Linked DNA regions of Mus musculus: region 1 is linked to region 2. The links are chromatin contacts, called in public Micro-C maps. All regions are on one chromosome and are shown on one strand. Each heading gives the region's core, a stretch centred on a gene start, on an enhancer-like site or on the middle of the called end of the contact. The rest is flanking DNA. Distances are from core to core; before and after follow the strand shown. Region 1 overlaps Adamtsl3 (ADAMTS-like 3). Region 2 overlaps Sh3gl3 (SH3-domain GRB2-like 3).

The links. A called contact is a pair of places that touch in the nucleus more often than the background predicts.
Region 1: a contact with region 2 is called in a Micro-C map of the HL-1 cell line, with 2.8 times the contacts expected there. The contact joins two enhancer-like sites. A contact is called at or near these places in 3 of 484 Hi-C or Micro-C datasets (the HL-1 cell line, nephron progenitors and palatal mesenchyme).

Annotation. Positions count from the first base shown.
Region 1 is chr7:82,419,349-82,424,061 of GRCm38.p6, forward strand. The region is part of intron 3 of Adamtsl3 (ADAMTS-like 3); the gene reads left to right. Among named protein-coding and RNA genes, the nearest start is that of Adamtsl3, 86 kb to the left of the region's middle. Within about 2 kb of position 3,448, at least 43 of the 459 cell types and tissues checked have an H3K27ac peak or open chromatin away from gene starts, as enhancers often do. A contact at or near this core is called in the HL-1 cell line, where this site is marked.
Region 2 is chr7:82,273,245-82,278,464 of GRCm38.p6, forward strand. Sh3gl3 (SH3-domain GRB2-like 3) reads left to right here. Exons shown (of 9, transcript NM_017400.7): 5 at 617-750; 6 at 2,883-3,041. Among named protein-coding and RNA genes, the nearest start is that of Gm32903, 20 kb to the left of the region's middle. Within about 2 kb of position 2,462, at least 51 of the 459 cell types and tissues checked have an H3K27ac peak or open chromatin away from gene starts, as enhancers often do. A contact at or near this core is called in the HL-1 cell line, where this site is marked.

The DNA.
Region 1 (4,713 bases), core at 2,198-4,697, 150 kb after region 2:
CACACATGAACTCCCCACCCCCAACACAAACATATGTACTCAATCATCTTTGATGGAAATTACCATTATAATTAAGTAAAGGGGAGCTGTGAGGCATTGGCCATTTGTGTTCCTTTTAGGCATTATGACATAGGCACTTTCATTTTGTACAGAAGAGCACTAGAATCCTACCACAGGGGTGGGCTTGAGAATGGTTCTGAAGCCTCAATGAGATTGGCATGCACCACGTACCACAGGTACCCAGGGGTCAGTTGGATTGGCACTTCCTTTCCTTGCATATGGAAAGTTGTCAGATCCTGTCGATCCCAGTGCCTTCAGGTGTCACATCTGTGACCTCCTCTTTGGGATAAATGTTTCGATGCACATTGTGGGCTCTGGACTCTTGCATGCATATTTCAACAGAGGTTTGATTTCTTGAGGTCCTTCCTCAATGCTCCTGCTTGCCAGAAGAACTTTTCCAAAACACAGAAATCATGCCTCTGCTTTCAGATTTTCTAGTGAACTGATAAATGAGTATTCTAGAAGCTTCCCTAAGCCCTGCAGATCCATTTTGCACCCTTCCCCATCCAGGATTGCCTCCTACCCTCTGTCTTCTGGTTAGCTTTGGCCAGTGAGGAACACTACAGGAATAGGAGAGAGGGAAAGAGAGGTATGTCTGTGTGGTCCCCACCCCCCAAGGCTGTATTTTCTCACCAAAAGCAGTAGCTTTCACTAGTAGCTCTTAACACAGAAAGAGAAGGATGAAAATCCTGGGATTCATAGGGTCTGGATTAAACCAGTCCGGGGTACTTCCTAATTCTCAGACTTTCCCTGTACCTTGTCCATTCAATGGTGTGCTTTAAACATGTCCCTCAGGGGCTATGGGCATTATTCAGTGGCAAAGCACTTGTCTCCCATGCCCAAGACTGTGAGCCCAATATCTAGAGTTGCAAAAGCAAATCCTAGTGCTCTGAAATAAATTAATAGATAAATATTAAATACCTCTCAAGGGGCTCCAAAGATTCCTCAGTAAATAAAGTGCCTGTCACTCAAGCATGAGGACATCTGCTGGTTCCTTAGTCATGCACATTGGCTCATACTCACAGAACAAGTACACACATGCACACACACACACACACACACACACACACACACACACACACACACACAGACAGGCACATGCACACATACACAGGCAGGCACATGCATGCACACACACACAGGCAGGCACATGCACACATACACAGGCAGGCACATGCATGCACACGTATACACACACACACACACACACACAGAGAGAGAGAGAGAGAGAGAGAGAGAGAGAGGGAGAGGGAGAGGGAGAGGGAGAGGGAGAGGGAGAGGGAGAGGGAGAGAGAGAGAGAGAGAGAGAGAGAGAGAGAGAGAGAGAGAGAGAGAGAATTTGACTGACATGCTATTGGGGAAATAATGAGGAACTCATTTATGTCTGAAGTATGAGATGAAGCACGAACAGGTGCTGTGAGCTGTGGAGCTGCAGTGTGGAGCTGCAGACTAGGGTTGTGTCTGCCAGGGAGATGCTTGTTAGTGTGGAACGAGTAGCAGTAGAATCAGTGAGGCTGACGTTCTCTTATGATGGTAACATGACCAGGGACAACGACTGTCTAGGAAAGGGCCTTCCAAATTCCACAGGCTGTCCATTCTCCAGCCAGTGAACTTTAGCAGAATTTTAGTAGTATGAACCGGAGAAGGAGAGGTGAGTTTCAGAGTCCAGAGTCAGTGGTGCCTGGCACCTGCATTCATGCTTCATACAACCTGGCTGAATGGAATTGTTGATCCATGTGACGACTTGAGTGACATTTTTATGACATCCGCCCAATTCATAATTTAAAAGTTTTGTTGCTTAAGACCTTAAGGTAGTATTAACCTGAAAGAATGTATCTACTGTTAACAGAAACCGAGTGGTTTGAGATCTCCTCAAATAACCTTTGTGGGAACACTGGAATGCACCTTTATTTGATGTCTGGGAAGTAGTATCCCACTGGAACTCAGTTCATTTGGAGTTGTTGTTAATGTGGAGCTGTTAATATGGCATTTCCAATAAGTGACCTTAGATGTGAAATCTGTGTTTAATTACTAATGTTTTAGTAAGGCCAGCAGAGCAGCCCTATTCTGTGTAACTCAGAGATTTAAGAACTTGTCAGGGAAATGGTTTATGATTTGATTTATGCCTGGGGATCCGAGAAGAGCAAGCAAGACTGGAGCCTTTATGAGGCCGTGAACATACTCACTCCTACCCTATTCTGGGCTTTTGCCAAGTGTGATTATATAATGAGTAAACAATATCTTTGGGGGATTTTTTCATCTAATATTTTTCCAAGCTAGAATTTTACTTGGGAAAATATGATTTCCTAAGCAATCATTAAGCCTGATAGACTACAGCAAATGACACAAAACGCACACAGCTTCTTTGGCTGTGTTCTCACAGGTTTCCCTTCGGTGTTTTTCTTTTCTTTTAAAAAATTATGTTTCATTAAATACACACGCACACACATGCTTACATATGTACACACACATACATGGGCACACTCACAAATATACACATACACACAGACACATAAATGAGTGCATGCACACACACACTGAATGATGCAAAATGCAGCAAATTGAAACGTGTTCATAACTCATAACCAGTTAGAAAATAGAGACAAGCAAAATAAGGGCTTACTGAGCCACCAACCAGGCAGCACACAGGAGCTGGTCTGAGGCCCTCGACACATATACGGCAGAGGACTGCCTGGTCTCCCCTCAGTGGGAGAAGACCTGCCTAACCCTTGAGACTTGAGGCTCCAGGGAGTGGGGAGGCCTGGTGGGAGTCACAGGGGACATCTTCTTGGAGACAGGGAGAGGAGGAATGGAATGAGGAACTGTGAGAGGGCAGACCGGGAGGGGGCAATGACTGGATTATAAAAAATAAAAGTCATAAAAAAATAACGGCTTACATGCAACCCAAAGTATTCTATGTGAGGGGCATGTGGTTCCCGCAGAGTTGATTTGTTCTGTGGAAAAGAGCTGACCTTGCTCTGAGCTCTGCTAAGGTGGGCTATGGAAACACAACTTATGTATGTATCTGTTCCTCTTGACAATTGAGGATTAATGTCACCTCACAGTGTCCCTTGACCGCTCTTCCTCCTGGCTCAGTGAAAGCTGCTTGGGGGATTAGGTCCATGCCTGCCTTCTCAGGGTGCCTAGTGCAGAGTCTTGACCATAGGTATCTGTTTGGATAAGGGAACCAGCAGATGCTTGGGAGCCCACAAATGCCAGCCAGGAACGTGCATTCCTCACTAAATACCCCAGATAAAATGGCAGACTGTTGAAAACCAGAAGTGTAGTTCCATTTGCAATAAAGATGGGGGTGGGGTGGAGGATAACGTAAAAGGCTTCATTGAGATATCAGAAGAATGTTGTGGTCAAGTGGATCCCAGCAGCAGTGGAGGGGATCCAAGACTTGGAATGCTAACTGTGAGTGACGATAGCTCAGCTGCCTGCATTTGACTGGATTCCTGGTCACAAAGGAAATGAGTATTAGAGGAGAAATTGCACAGAGGAAAACAGAATTTGCCCAGGGGAAGTGATAAAGGTTTTTTGCCTTGGCCCCATCATTCTCTGGACACATATGGTTGTGAAAGTGTGGCTCACCTGAACATGATAATGGGAGTATCCATCAGAGGTGCTGTGGTGTTTAGAGAGGACATAAGTCAAGCCAAGGACTGGCCCGCAGCACTGTCTGCCTGAACATCAGCTGCCCTAGGAAGGTCATGGTTCTTCAGGTCTTTGTCTAGGTCTTACCACATGGGCACAGATTTGATGTTGGTTGAATTAAACTTTGATTGGGTTCATTTAATAATTTACCTTATAGTGCAGTGTCCACATGGAATATAAATAATCACATAAGGAAGTTTTAAATTGGTGCCCGTAAAGTAAAGAGAATTGGGAAAAGCAGTACTCACTGGTAAGCAGAAGTTGTCTGTTCTGGGTTACCATGAAGCCAGCTCTGTCTTTGTAGCCACTGGGCTTTAGGATTGGGCTGGTCAAAGTGAGGCTACCACATAACTCTTCTCTCAGGAGGCTTGGTAGTTACCACGGCAGAGGAAGGTTTTACCCTGTTCCCAGGATGGCTGTCCCTCCATCCTCCACAACTCTCTTCTGCATCCCAATATTTGATAATGGTGACTGATACCGTTTCCTATTTTTTCGGTAACATTAAGCTCTATTCACAGGCCTTCTCTCTCATCAGTGGGCCACCCTCCTGGCATTGTGGTCTACTTACAACTGTAAAGAAGCAGACACATGCATTAGAGGAATTCTGATTAGGAAGCTATGTCTAGCATGGTTTTTGGTGACTCAGGGGACACATGGAGGCTGCAAAGTCAAGCAGCATGCTTTACAGATGGGTGCTAGGATCAGGGTCCAAGCAGACCTCAGCAGGCTGACTCCCTGAGCCAAAAGCAACAAGGGAGGTTTATTGGTGATTAATTTTAAGTCTTGCATAAGCAGCAACTGGAGAGCTGGCTTTGCTATCATTACTCTGAAGATGTTATTTTTAAGAACAACAACTGCTGGCATTTGTGACGCACTCACCGGCTACATGGAGATGCTGTTTGACTTACTTCTTATGTGTATTTTAAATATTGCATGAGTGATGGTGACCATTGTGGTTTAATGTGAGTTTGATAAGGTTAAAAGCTTATTGTAACA
Region 2 (5,220 bases), core at 1,212-3,711:
TTCCTTTCTTTCCCTCCCTCCCTCCCTCCCTCTCTCCCTTCCTTTCCTTTCCCTTTCCCTTTCCCTCTTTCTTTCTTTCTTTCTTTCTTTCTTTCTTTCCCTCCCTCCCTCCCTCCCTCCCTCCCTCCCTCCCTCCCTCCCTCCCTCCCTCCCTCTCTCTTCCTTTCCTTTCCCTTTCCCCTTCCCTTTCCCTTTCCCTTTCCTTTTCCCTTTCCCTCTTTCTTTCTTTCTTTCTTTCTTTCTTTCTTTCTTTCTTTCTTTCTCTCTCTCTCTCTCTCTCTCTCTCTCTCTCTCTCTCTCTCTCTCTCTCTCTCTCTCTCTCTCTCTCTTTCTTTCTTTCTTTCTTTCTTGGTTTGTCGAGACAGGGTTTCTCTGTATAGCCCTGGCTATCCTGGAACTCACTTTGTAGACCAGGCTGGCCTCGAACTCACTCTTAAGGACAGGGGAGAGGGCAGGCCACAGGTACACATGCAGGAAATGGGTAGATTTTCTTCTTTTCCCATTCGTTCTGAGTCAGGAAGCAGAGGCCTCAGAGTGAAGCCTCACTGTACCACAGTCCGTGTCACCCCAACCTAGACTGTCATTCTGAAGGAATCATTGTGTTCTTCTGTTCAAGGCAACTCGTTGGTAGATGTTGGTGAGGCCCTGAAACTCATGGCTGAGGTGAAAGACTCTCTGGATATTAATGTGAAGCAAACTTTTATTGACCCACTGCAGCTACTGCAAGACAAAGATTTAAAGGAGATCGGGGTGAGTCTTCCTGGCTGTCCTGTGCCAGCTGCTGCTCATCATGATACCACGACTTAAAACCAAGGTTTCTGCGTGGGCTCGGCAACCACACAGTCTTATCTGAGGGTTGAAAACTGCACTCGATTACTATATTATATGGGTTCCTGAGAGAGTACCGGGATCCGTTTCTCCTGGCAGACAGACTGGGTGGAGGTGCAGGCTCCGCTGTCACTGTCCTGTTCTTCGTCTCACTGAGTCATCTGCGAGCCAGGCTGAATATCATATTTCTGCAGCCACTTCTCATATAACACAACGACATCATACTTTGGGGTGTAGATTTGATTGCTAATATCACACTGTATCGGTTGTGTGCTTGTGGTCATTCTGTTTCATTCTTTCTCGAGAAAATCATTGTCTAGAAACTGGCAGTTTTATCCTGGAAACCTGCAAGAAATTGTTTTGTCCAGGGTGTCTGTGGGAACTTCCAGGTCTCGTTCAGCTCGGCTGCTTTTGCAGATGTGCAAGCCAGCTCCAAGCCAGCTCCAAGCAATGCAGACTGCCAGACTTCGGCGCTGAAGGTCCAGGCGCCCTCTTGTGGTGTTGTAGAGAATAGCTCACTGCCTTCAAACTTGATTGACATCTCCCTTCAGCTGCAGACTCATTTGAGTCTTGTCGCCATCTTTCCAGACCCAGACAGTTTTAAGAGTGTAGCCACCGAGATCATGAGTTAAGGAGAACTTGGGCTATGTGGCGTGTTCCTGCAACAAACAGATGAAGCATATAGACGTGAGGTAGGAAAACAGCAGTTACCAATGCTGGAGAGAAGAGCAGGGACGCCTGAGGAGGGGCACCATCCTCCGCATAGCTGGATGAGGAAAGGCCACCGAGGAGCTGTCCAGGATGACTGGGCTGGGTAAATAGGCAGCACATCTTGCTGAAGGGCCAGGGTTAGGATGTCTAGGAACCCAGGGCACAGGGGAAGACCAGGTAGCTATGGAGGGAGAGAAGCCTGGGAGTCCTGGAGAACTCCAGATGCCTTTACCTGCATTTAGAGTTTATTCTAAAAGCAGAAGGCATCAGAGAAGGACCCGGGAAGGCTGGATGAGAAATGAAAGCTGCTGTTTTGGTCCCCCTCCTTATTTGGACAACTCTGGATCCCCTCACCTGTCACCCCTTCCTTCCATCCCAGGAAAAGCATGCCCACTCCACACTGGGCCCAGGTCCATCCCTCTCACCCCACCAAGACCCATCTTCCTTCCCCCATGTCCAGTCTTCCTGCTTGTGTTGATCTCTCCCTGTGGTATTCAAACCTGTCGAGAATCCCTTGACACGCTACATCATCATCGTCATCATCATCGTTTTTGGAGGAATTGGCAATGGAAATATTCTTATTTTTTGTAGAGTTAGGGTGGTTAGACATTGTGTATGTTAACAGAACTGGGGAAGGGAGTCCTGTGGAGACAGGAAGGGTTACCTGAGCGAGGACACTGCATCCTTCCTTATTCTCCACACAGACTCTCATTCTCACCTGCTGCCCACCCCTCGCCCATCATGTGTCCTTCTGTAAATGTTTCGAATGCTAGGCAGGGTGGGTGGCCTTCAGCAAGAGACAGAGGGTGCAGAGCAGAGGATGTAACTGGTTTCTACCTGAAGAGTGGGTGGGGCCGAGGCTCACAGCATCCCACCCCATAGCTTAGGACTGGACTCCCTCTAGGGGATGGAGGGGTCAGTTTTCTTGAGGAGTTCTCCAGCAGGTGGCTCTGTGTCCTTGCACAACTGACTATGTGGCCTCCATGGATTTACAAGAGCACGTGAAGTTGGGAAGGGAATTGATGCTGGTGGTGGGGGGAGGGGGAAGGTAAAGGAGAGAGGATGGGCGCGGCTCAGACCAAAACACCTGCGTATGCACGCAGCTCTCACGCTCTCAAACAGCAGCGGGCAGGACTAGGCCCAGAACAAGGAACATAGCCATAAGAAAGAGAGTGTGTGCACTTAAGCACATACTGTGGTGTGAGTCTCATCAGTGTGTGAGTCACACCACAGCATGAGTCACACCTCTTCCATCCTCGGTGAGCCTCATCATGGCGGGCATGAGTCACGCCACAGTGTGAGCCTCAGCACTTAGTGAGTGAGGACTTCCTTTCTCGTTTCAGCACCACCTGAGAAAGCTGGAAGGCCGTCGCCTGGATTATGATTATAAAAAGCGGCGGGTAGGTAAGATCCCCGAGGAAGAAATCAGACAAGCAGTAGAGAAGTTTGAAGAGTCAAAGGAGTTGGCCGAAAGGAGCATGTTTAATTTTTTAGAAAATGATGTAAGTATTTAAACCGAACGGAAGACTTTAATGCACATGACACGCTCTAAAACCCTAACTGCAGTGGAAGTTTCTAGAATGTTCCTGCCTGACATATAGGGAGAGACAGTCAACCATCTCTGAATGAAGCCTTAGTCCTTAGCAGGGCTGCTTGTTCCTGGGGTGGCTTTGTAGCAGAAGATGGCCCAGGAGAGCAGCCTTGGTGTTAAAGGCCACAGCATTTGTGGTTTGCTGAGCTTGAACAGCACGTGCCGGGTGAAGATCTGGCTCCCCCTTCCCATTGTTAGGTCTATAGCTGAGGAGACTCACTGGTCACTGTGCTATCTAGCAGATCATCTTTCTTCTCTTTGAGGGGTGACGGCAGCCAGACTTGGAAGGGGTCTCCCTGGTCTTTCCCATGTCCTTGTGGCCTTACATTCTCTCTCCTGTTGACCAGTTAAAGTGTAAAAGCCTCCAGCATTGCCCACTGCTGGCAGAACACGCTGTGGGTGTGACGTGGTTGGAGAAGAAGTGCTAATAGTCCTTGCTGAGGGTGGGTGGTTTATAAAACTCTCACCTTGGCTTTCATCCATCGCCCTCCTCCCCCCCAGCCCTGCGTCCATGGGGCCAAGGCCATAATCATGTAGAACACAGAGTTCTGATACCTCTTAGCCACCAACTTCATGTCCACCCTTGGTCAGTCGGCCTTTGTGGCCATGCCTGCTTCCTGTCATGGCTGGGACCTGTGCTTTAGAATGGTCGGTGATGGCTGGGCTTTCCGCTAGGATATCATTGTGGCTCTGGGTAAACATGACTGGGCCCCTTTAATTCTTATCAAACATAGAAGGTCTGCAAGCTGGGACACTGCCTGATGGATTTGACAGTTCTTAGACCCTGAATTGGCCAGACTTTAGCGTACTGGGACAGACACCTGAGAGAGCAACTTAAAAGGAGGAATGTGAGCTTCGTCTCAAGGGATGGAGGTCTCAGACCATGGCCAGCTGGATCCGTCATCTCCACCGTGGTGCCACAGAGCATCATGGTGTGACAGATGCGGCACTTAGAGTGGTCAGCAAGGAGATGTAGGGTGGGAAAAGAAAGGGAGAGAGAAAGGACAGCCTTACTCTCCCCCATATCCCTCCCGTGACTGACTGACTCTAAACTAGGCTTTGTCTCTTAAAAGTTCCAGAAGTTCCAGAATCTTGCCATTATCTTTGGATCAAACCCTCAGTATGCGATCCTCGAGGGCATTTTATGTTCATACTGCTGCACATGTGACACTGTTCACACTGCTGCACACGTGACACTGTGTTCACACTGCTGCACACATGACACGGTGTTCACAGTGCTGCACACGTGACATTGCACCAATTGGAAACTGGTGAACAGGCTGTTAAAGTGAGGCTTCAGGGAGAGCATGCTAGCAGATAACAGAAGGGCCATGGCTTCCTCCAAACAGAGGAGGAGATGTTTCATCATTGTTGGGAAGAGATTTGGGGAGCTGAGCCACAGCAGATACTGGTCTGGACTTTGTCTAATTGAGAAGTTGACAAAGGAGCCAGGTATCTGGTGCGAGCCTTCAGTAAGTGTAATTATCGACCTTTTGATCAACTGTGTTGGTGGTATGGCCCAGGGCCAAAGTCTCAACATTTCACCTCCTCTCTACAACCTCAGTTGATGGATGCCAGGTCTCAGTGTAGAGCCAGCGTGGCTCCTCTACCAGAACACCGTAAAATATGATGGCACTGGGTGAGCGAGCACCCTTCCCTGGGCTTCTGACCTCAAGAATCAGTTCTAGGGCAGAGTAAGGCATCCTGCTAAGGGCAGGCTCAGTCTCACCCACAGAAGGAGGGAGTGGAATTGGGATTTGTAAACATCTACTCGAAGCAAATGAATAAACAGAGGAAAGTGGCTGAGAAGTATTTAAGGCGCTGTGCTCTGTCCTTGGTGACTTCCTGCTTATGCTTCTGTGGCACCAGGAATTCAGAGGCTGAAATCTCACCCATCAGGGCTGGGAAGGGCTCACTGCCTCCAGCCCTCCTCTTCCACTGTCCTGGATAAGCTATAACAAGAGCTTAAAACACCAGTTATGTGTATGGATACCTTGTCTGTGTGGATGGATGCTTACCGTGTTAGAGCACTGTCTGTGGCTGTGAGCACCGTGTGGGTCCTCTGGGAGAGCAGCGGTGCTCTCAAGTGT